Linked DNA regions of Oryctolagus cuniculus: regions 1 and 3 are each linked to region 2. The links are chromatin contacts, called in public Micro-C maps. All regions are on one chromosome and are shown on one strand. The core of a region is the stretch at or near the end of the contact, and the rest is flanking DNA. Distances in the headings are between cores, read along the strand shown. Region 1 holds the start of CCNE2 (cyclin E2). Region 2 holds the start of TP53INP1 (tumor protein p53 inducible nuclear protein 1). Region 3 holds the start of INTS8 (integrator complex subunit 8).

Region 1 (2,830 bases), core at 300-2,799, 160 kb after region 2:
ACCTACAGAGTGACAGCTCTGTTAAATAGGATATCCTATGAACAATTTACATCAGCATTTAACCAAACCCTACTACATCTGCCTTTCAGTTGCTGGGTACTGGCTATAAAGAGTTAGCAAAACAAGGTCCAAGGCCTACCTGGATATAAAGCACAGTTGAACAGTTGATTGCTGTGATGTGAGTAGAACTGTAGAGCACAGGGCAGGCAGAACAAAGGCACAGAAGCAAGACAAGGATGTGCTGGGCCTGGTTTTTTTTTTTGGTTTTTTTTTTTTGACAGGCAGAGTGGACAGTGAGAGAGAGAGACAGAGAGAAAGGTCTTCCTTTGCCGTTGGTTCACCCTCCAGTGGCCGCCGCGGCTGGCGCACTGCGCTGATCCGATGGCAGGAGCCAGGTACTTATCCTGGTTTCCCATGGGGTGCAGGGTCCAAATACTTGGGCCATCCTCCACTGCACTCCCTGGCCACAGCAGAGAGCTGGCCTGGAAGAGGGGCAACCGGGACAGAATCTGGCGCCCCGACCGGGACTAGAACCGGGTGTGCCGGCGCCGCAAGGTGGAGGATTACCCTAGTGAGCCGCGGCGCTGGCCCTGGTTGTCTTTTTAAACCTATGTCTCCAAGAATCTCGTTTTTCTTCCCCCAGAAATACTGTGGGGGCAATCAAATAACTGCCCAAAAGACACACATGGTCAACAGTTTATTCAACATGATGTTTTAACTTTGCTTGTACAATAGGAAAAAGGTACTTTAGAAAGTGTTAAACATTTTCTGAAATTATTGCAAGTATAAAAGAATTTCAGGTATTCCAAAGTAGGTGAGTTTTAAAACTGAGTGAAGGGGCCGGTGCTGCGGCACAGTGGGTGAACACCCTGGCTCGAGGCGCCGGCATCCCACATGGGCACGGTTCTAGTTCGGCTGCTCCTCTTCTGATCCAGCTCTCTGCTGTGGCGGGGGACAGCAGTGGAGGATGGCCCAAGTCCTTGGGCCCCTGCACCCACGTGGGAGACTGGAAAGAAGCTCCTGGCTCCTGATTGGCACAGCTCCTGCCACTGCAACCACCTGGGGGAGTGAACCAGCAGATGGAAGACTTCTCTGTCTCTACCTCTCTGTAACTCTTTCAAATAAATAAAATAAATTAAAAAAAAAAAAAAACAATGAAAAGAGGAAGCTTAAAATGAACATGTGAAAACATGAAGCAAGGGTGAAAAACTGAACTATGATGCCTAACGTAGGTACCCATAAAGGATGACTAAACATTCCGGAAACAGAAATTTTATAACTCAGCCTTGTTTCATGTATAGTCCTTCAAATAACTTTTAAATTTCTACTGGCAAAGCGGGGTGGATAAAAGCAAGAGGAGCTAACGCTTACTGAACATCTGCCCTGTGACAGGTACATATGGGAGACAGCATCTCTCTCTCTCTGATCAAATTTACCCTTTAAAACAACCCTGGAGACGAGTGTCTTGTTACATCTTTTCCAGAGAAAAGCAGCGCTCAGAGGGATCTAGTGACCTGCACCAGCGCAGACGGCGAGCCCACGTTCCTTACAGACCCATCTGTCTGACCAGGTACTTGGGATGCCGCCGGGCTGTCTTGGGATTGTTCCCAATTTCTGCTTCACCACCAAAGCTCTCTAGGCACATCCTAGTCCAGGGGAGGACCCACGTATGTTTCTGTTAAGAGAGTTGGGTGTACAATACTCAGAGGCTAACCGCACCATGGTAACAGACATTCCCGGCTCCCAGTGTATTTCCAGCAGCTTCTGTAGGCCGCCAGTTTCGCTGGCGCTCAGCTAACGCCAAGCCTGTGGGAGACTCCCTTTCCTGGCCTTCAGGATGCTAGAGCTCCACGCAGCGCCTGAACGGCTGCAGAGGGAGCCATCGCAAACAGGGCAAGGACCCCTTCTCACTCTGCATCACCACGGGCAAGCCCCTTAGGCGTAAAACCGGGGGAGAGAACACCTCTGGCGGGGTCGTGAAACGGTATCGAAAGGGGAAGCATGCTTAAGACTCGCCGGCCGGAGCGCCGGGAGAGCGCAGGTCCCGGAGCACAAAGGCCGGGCGGGCAGCCCCGCCGCCTGGTGCATCTCGGGAAGGGCTCCGCGCTCGGGGCCGGGGAGGTCGGACGCCGGTCTACCGCCTCCGGCCCCGGCTGCCGCGGGTTCCGGGGAGCCTCCGCCCCGAGGGGCTTTGTTCCTGCAGCCGTGCGCGCAAAGCCCGCTGACGGAGTACCGTCCGCACGTCCCGCTCGGGGATGTGCAGTCTTGGGGCGGGGGGCATACACAGAGAGAGCTGGGGGCCCTGAAGCTTAAACTCCGGGGGAAAGCTGAGGAAACGCGCCGGGCCTGGCGCCAACCGCGAGCGCTCGGAGGCGGGCGGTTCCCTCCCGCGCAGGCGGCTCGCGCGGGCTCTGCAGGGCGCGCTGGCGGCGGGGCGGGGCGCGGCGGGCGGGCCCGAGGCCTGCACGTGGAGGCGACCGTTCTCGGCAGCAGGAGCCCCGGGGGCCGCCGCGCTTGCGGGAGGGGGAAATGCCATCCCTGTCCGTCCCCGAAAGCTGTTTTGTCCTGCGGGGACCGGGTTTGGAGGAGAGGAAAGGCAGGCCGGCGTGAGCGTTTCCCGCGCGGGCAGCTGCTAGAAGGGGCGGGCTGGGGGAGCAGTAAGCCAGCCCACGGGGAGCAGGGACGGGAAAACAGGGCTGGAACGTACCTCGGCTGCAGACGCCATCCCGGAGCGTGGCCACCGAGGCGGGGCAGAGGCGGCCCCGGGCTCCCGGGCTCCGGCGGCTGGCGCGCGGCGCACGTGTCCCGCGGCGCCCCAGGCTGTGTTTAC
Region 2 (2,958 bases), core at 69-2,568:
TAGATAAGTAATACAAATAAGATAGGGGAGGAACACAATGTTTAAGAGGTGATTAAAAACAAAACACTGAAATAAGTGTACGTTGTTGTGCCATGTCACTTTTCACTAAAATGGCATTTTAAAACTACTGTTTGACTTTCTCAATCAAATCCAGGGTAGTTCAGTTTACTCTAGTACTTCCCAGAAGTCCTTGAGCTCAGGTACTTTGAGACCTGTTACCAGTTTCCAATGAAGGGCGCAGGGGCCAAGCCATCACTGTCTGCAGATTAGGTCTGGATTCCAAGGCTGGCCCCTGCTTCAACGAACCAAGGGACCTGACTGATCGATCCACCTCCATAAATGATTAAGCAGCAACTTCCAAGTGCCAGGCCTTCCCAGAGCTACTGGGGACAACAAAACATTGCTCAAGCCCTTGACTTCCAGGTTATTCTAGGGAACCTCAGGCAAGTTTCTTCCTCATCTATCTAAAGCCCCATTTCCTTGTCTACTAAGTGAAATAGCAATGACTTACATTGTACTCGCGGTGCCTCATTTATGTGCGAGGCACTAGACTAATTTACGATTTTCATATAATAAAATACGCTTTCATCTTCACAACCCCGATCACAATCCGTAATGAGGATCAAATAAATTACTTGTAAAGTACTCTGCATAGTATCGGACCCATAGGAAAAAACTCCAAGTTGGCTACTATTGTCATGAAAACTTAAGAGGCTATGCATGCATGCAAATAACGCTCTATTCGGTTAAAATCAAAGTTTCAGGCAAAGTGACAAGCGAGGGCAGACCAAGGACGTCTGCCCCAATTGTGCGGCCCCTGTGCTTGTTCTCGAAGCCCCACTTCCTCCTCCCGGCCGGAGGTCCTCACCGCAGCAGCTCCAGGCAGTACTGCTCAGAGCCCGACGCGTCCAGCCCGCTGGCCACCGCCACGCTCCGCCCCGACACCGCCGGCCCCGGGAGCCGCCGCTCGCGCACGCACAGGTCTCGGGGTGACCGGCGGCCGCACAGGCCAAGGACGCCGAACCGCTGCGCGGCCCGGGCAGAGCCCAGCCCGGAGGCCGCCATGACGCTGGCGCCGCGTGCCCTTCGACCCCGCGCCGACTGCGCGCAGCCACGCCCCCTCGGGTCCCGGCGCGGGACTGTGCGCCCTGAGAGGCCGCTTCCCGACGCGGCTCTGCGGAGAGCCAGGTGTCGCTGTGGTGCTCTGCGTGTGGGCAGCCGCCCTGCTCCTGCAGCTTGTGGATTCCAGGAAAGCCTTGCCGAAGTTCGGCTGGGCCCTCTCGCGTTTCATCTCTGCCACGTCCATCCGCAAGGGACTCCGGAGCACCTAGAGAAGAGATGGGAGTCTCCAAACTTGCGTCCCGGCAGTCCTGCATGTCATCAGGCAAAACCTTGCCCTGTCTCTGAACAAGGGCACTCCCCAAAAGGACTGTCCCACACGTTGCTGGAAGTTTGCTCTACCTGGATGCCCAGGCATGGTGACCAGCCGACCACCCACACGTGTTCCCAGATGTTTTGGGAGTCACCATCCACCTTGCACCTCCACAAAGGAAACCACAGAGATCCCTGAGAGGAGCAGCTCCTTAAGCCGTTATCAAGCTCCACCTGCGGCTCGCGGGCCTGTTGATTGTCTCCCACTACACTCAAGTTCCATGAGGGTAGGTCATTATTTTGTTACCTGTTTTATGTCCAGTGCCAGTCCCTTGAATATTGCAGAAACTGACCTGCCTCCATTCACATAGATTGTAAGTTAGGTAAGATCCAATTCTGTTTGAAGAGGAAGGTCCTCCAAGATCCAAGACGTTAAGGAGTCAAAACAATTTAAACTTAATCATTCAGGTCATATTTATCAAGGGGGGAAGATAGTTTTTTGAATTTACTTGATTTATAACTTGTTTGTAAAGACTTATTTATTTATTTATTTATTTATTTTAAAGATTATTTATTTATTTGACAGGTAGAGTTACAGACAGTGAGAGGGAGAGACAGAGAAAGGTCTTCCCTCCGTTGGTTCACTCCCCAAATAGCCGCCACAGCCCGAGCTACGCCTATCCGGAGCCAGGAGCCAGGTGCCTCCCCCTGGTCTCCCATGCGGGTGCAGGGCCCAAGCACTTGGGCCATCCTCCACTGCACTCCTGGGCCACAGCAGAGAGCTGGACTGGAAGAGGAGCAGCCGGGACTAGAACCCGGTGCCCATATGGGATTCTGGCGCCGCAGGCGGAGGATTAGCCAAATGAGCCACGGCACTGGCCCCTTACTTATTTATTTGAAAGTCAGAGTTACAGAGGGAGAGTCAAAAAGAGAGAGAAGTCTTCCATCTCCTGGTTCACTCCCCAGATGGCCACAATGGCCAGGATTGGGCCAAGCCAAAGTCAGGAGCCAGGAGTTTCTTACAGGTCTGTCATTGTGGGTGCAGGGACCCAAGCACTTGGGCCATATTCTGCTGCTTGCCCAGGCCATTAACAGGGAGCTGGATCGGAAGCAGAACAGCTGGAACTCAAACCAGCACCCATATGGGATGCTGGTATCACAGGTGGCAGCTTTGCCTACTGTGCCACAATGCGGGTCCCAATTTATAACTTTTAATATTTGCCCACATGATATGTGGGCCTCCTTTGCTAATCCTACCTGCGGACTCCTCAAATAAAAGAGTTGAGTCTAGTTGCTACCACTAACCTGGTCCAACCCAACAGCTGCCTGTACCTGGAAGCCAGTGATACCTTCCACCCTCAGAGTTGCCTAAACTTCATGGTGCAGCCAAATTGATTCTTTCTTTCTGAAATGTACTAGGGATTTTCAAAAATTCATGGGGGAAATGCATATTATGTAAAAACTGTGCATGAATGAAAGATACCTATCTTTTAATTCCATTTTCCATAAACTTTCTGAAATGTCCTCATGCATCTGATCATATTTGAACATCTTTATGCTTTGGATACAGCCCCTCTGTGATGTGGC
Region 3 (3,050 bases), core at 28-2,527, 240 kb after region 2:
TAGCTTCTGGCCTGGCCAGGTGCTACCAGTCACCATCTGGGGAGTAAACCAGCAGATGGAAGTGCTCTCCCTCTCTCTCTAACTGTGCCTTTCAAATAACAACAACAAAAAGGCAAGACACAAGATAAGTGTCTCCATCAGATAAGGCTGCTCTATGACCCTGAACAAGCCACACTTGGACTTTTTTTTTTTTTTTTTTTGATTGTGTCATTGTTTCTCATAGTATCCATTTCACTTCAACAGGTTTCCTTTTAGGTGCTCAGTTAGTTGTCCCGGATCAGGGAGAACATATTTGTCCCTTTGGGACTGGTTTATTTCACTTGGATCTGAACTCAGTAAAATGCTATTCAAGGAGCTTAGCCTTTCACATCAGTACCCCGTTCCAGAAATGCCTGGAGTTTTCCTCCTTTCTCGACAATGCCTCCTTCACTAGTATATTTATCATTACCATCACTAAAGCATAACCATCTTACAACTGTACAGCAGTTTTGGCTTTCAAAGATTTTAGTATTTTCATATACAGCCCAACTTTGGAATATGTTCCCCTCACTGAGGAACAAAACAGCTAAGGAGCTAAGGTAGCAACTAATTCGCGTCGGGAAATCAGCACAACTGTTAGCTGCCCACCTCTCTGAATTTATGTAGCCCAGGATTCTGCAAAGACGACGTCCCTACCAGGCTCGCCAACTCAAGCAAACACAAGACACACGCGGCGAGGACCCACGCGGACGGCTGACAGCGACGAGTCCGCCCCTCGGGGGGCGGGAGGGCCTTTGTTTTGAACTTCTCTGTGACCCTCCACGGCTGTGCCCGCACGGGGACGTTCTAGCCTGGGCTCGGGCCCCGTCCACGCCTTGCACACCGCGGCTTCAGGCGGCCTAAAAGACTCGGGGTTCCAGGAAGGCCGGGGCCCCAACGCCGTTAGCCGCATCCCGCTTACCGGGGCAGGGCTTACGCAGATGCTTCTCCAACAGCGACTCCTCCAGCAGGAACTCGAACCAGCACGTCTGCGGCGGAGTGCAGGGCCGGCTGGAGGTGGCCGCCTCCCGGTCCGCCGCCTCCGCGCTCATCCTGCCCCCGCCGCCGCTACCTCCAGGGACACTTCCTGGCTCCAACCTGACACTCGGACTCGGGCCTCAGATCTGCGGTCCGCGACACCCTCCGGGAAAGAGGCCTCACTCTAAAAGGCCCGGAAATTCACACAACCCAAAATGGCGACGCGAGCCAGCCAAAGTTAGCAGCTGGATCCGCCTCGCTGCGCCGCCGCCACCGCAGTCGTCCCGCCCCCGGACCAATGGTTCTTCGAGTCGTAGGAAGGGGGCGGGACAGGTTGCCGGGCCACGCCCTCTCCCGGTTGCCCTGGGAGACGGCGCGGCGTGACGCAGACCTGCAAGTGGGCTTTCCGGGTTCTCTGGGATTTCGTCAGGGAGAAACTGAAGCAACTCCACCTGGGGTTGCAAGGGGCCTTGGTGTTTTCTTAGGAGACAAAAGCACGACGAGTTCTAGTTGTGAGCCAGGCAAAGTGTGAGCTTTCACTTTCCGCACTTCGTTTCTAAGATTTCCTCCGCCATGGTGGGTAGCAGCCTCCGCCCCCTTCTGGACTGATGACAGCGGACAGTGCGATCCCGCCTTTCCCTGTGTCGCAGGACCAGCTGTCAATATTCAGCTCCTAATTACTGTTCTTGATATCCTCGCTAGAGGATTATTAAACCTGTTCTACATTAACCTCCACTGGCAATGTTCTTGTATTTTTTTATTCACAATGAAAAGGGGGGAAATGCGTTAAGAGTGTAAGCTTTCTTTCTTTTTTTTTTTTTTTAAAGATTTTTATTTATTTATTTGACAGAGTTACAGACAGTGAGAGAGAGAGACAGAAAGGTCTTCCTTCTGTTGGGTCACTCCCCAAATGGCCGCCGCGGCCAGCGCACCCCGCTGATCCGAAGCCAAGAGCCAGGTGCTTCCTCCTGGTCTCCCATGCAGGTGCAGGGCCCAGGCACTTGGGCCATCCTCCACTGCACTCCCGGGCCACATCTGAGATCTGGACTGGAAGAGGAGCAACTGGGACTAGAACCGGGTGCCCATATGGGATGCCGGCGCCGCAGGCGGAGGATTAACCAAGTGAGCCACAGCACCAGCCCCAAGAATGTAAACTTTCAAGTCTACCATTCACTTTGGATAGGCGCCTATATTTGTAAAGCTGGGGTGATAGAAGGTTTTATGAACTCATTAAGTCTGCAGTCTTCAATCCTGCAAATATTTCAACACTATATTTATTTCAAAGTTAGCATAAGTGGTATATTTATTGCTCTTTAAGTCTTTTTATAGCTATCCTATATACAGAGCAATGGAATGCCACAGTTTTTTAAATATAGCGGGCAGCCATTTAGACTGGTGGTTAGGATACTTGGGACACCTGCATCCCACATCAGAGTGCCCAGTTCAAGCCCTGGCTGCTCCGCTTCTGATTCAGCTTCCTGCTAAAGTGTGTCCTGGGAGGCAGCCGATGACAGCTGGAATAACTGGGTCTCTGCCACCCCCTGTGGGAGACGGAGATGACCCTGGCCTGGCCCAGCCCTGCCTCTTGTGGGTATCTAGGGAGTGAACCATTGGATGGATAGAAGATGGAAGATTCTCTCTCTTTCTTTGCCTTTCAGATAAAGTGAAAATAATAAATAATTTTTTAAAAAACATTAAGAAGCACAGCTTAAGGATAATACAAGTAAATGAGATAATACAGATAAGCCTCTCTTTTTTTAGTAGATTTCTTTCTTCCTTTCTTTCTTTGGCAATGTAACAGAGAGGGGTCTTCCATCTGCTTGTTCACTCCTCAAATGCCCACAACAACCAATCCAGGGAAGCCTATTAAAGAGGATCTGCCACCTAGAAATATTGATAAATGTTAGCTAATATTACATAGTACTTTTCAATTTGCATATTACTTCCATACACTGTACATTATTATTTCTGCCTATAATCAGCTCTAACTACCTTTCAGCCATTGAGAAAAGTAAAGATTGCAGAATTATAATTTGCCAAAGGTTTCCGCATTA

Evidence for each region. Hi-C and Micro-C count contacts between places; a contact is called where the count stands out from the background.
Region 1: a Micro-C map of ear pinna shows a contact between it and region 2, with 5 times the contacts expected there. The contact joins the promoter of CCNE2 here to the promoter of TP53INP1 in region 2. A contact is called at or near these places in 2 of 6 Hi-C or Micro-C datasets (ear pinna and an unstated tissue).
Region 3: a contact with region 2 is called in a Micro-C map of ear pinna, with 6 times the contacts expected there. The contact joins the promoter of INTS8 here to the promoter of TP53INP1 in region 2. A contact is called at or near these places in 3 of 6 Hi-C or Micro-C datasets (ear pinna, psoas muscle and an unstated tissue).

Annotation. Positions count from the first base shown.
Region 1 is chr6:120,291,524-120,294,353 of mOryCun1.1, reverse strand. CCNE2 (cyclin E2) reads left to right here and starts at 1,549. Exons shown (of 12, transcript XM_070075321.1): 1 at 1,549-1,570. LOC127490736 (a long non-coding RNA gene) reads right to left here. Exons shown (of 2, transcript XR_007919113.2): 1 at 2,708-2,830.
Region 2 is chr6:120,446,255-120,449,212 of mOryCun1.1, reverse strand. TP53INP1 (tumor protein p53 inducible nuclear protein 1) reads left to right here and starts at 1,318. Exons shown (of 4, transcript XM_070075326.1): 1 at 1,318-1,658. It overlaps NDUFAF6 (NADH:ubiquinone oxidoreductase complex assembly factor 6), which reads right to left and starts at 1,103. Exons shown (of 8, transcript XM_051844631.2): 1 at 869-1,103. The coding sequence starts at 1,065.
Region 3 is chr6:120,201,850-120,204,899 of mOryCun1.1, reverse strand. It overlaps INTS8 (integrator complex subunit 8), which reads right to left and starts at 1,277. Exons shown (of 27, transcript XM_002710696.5): 1 at 941-1,277. The coding sequence starts at 1,070.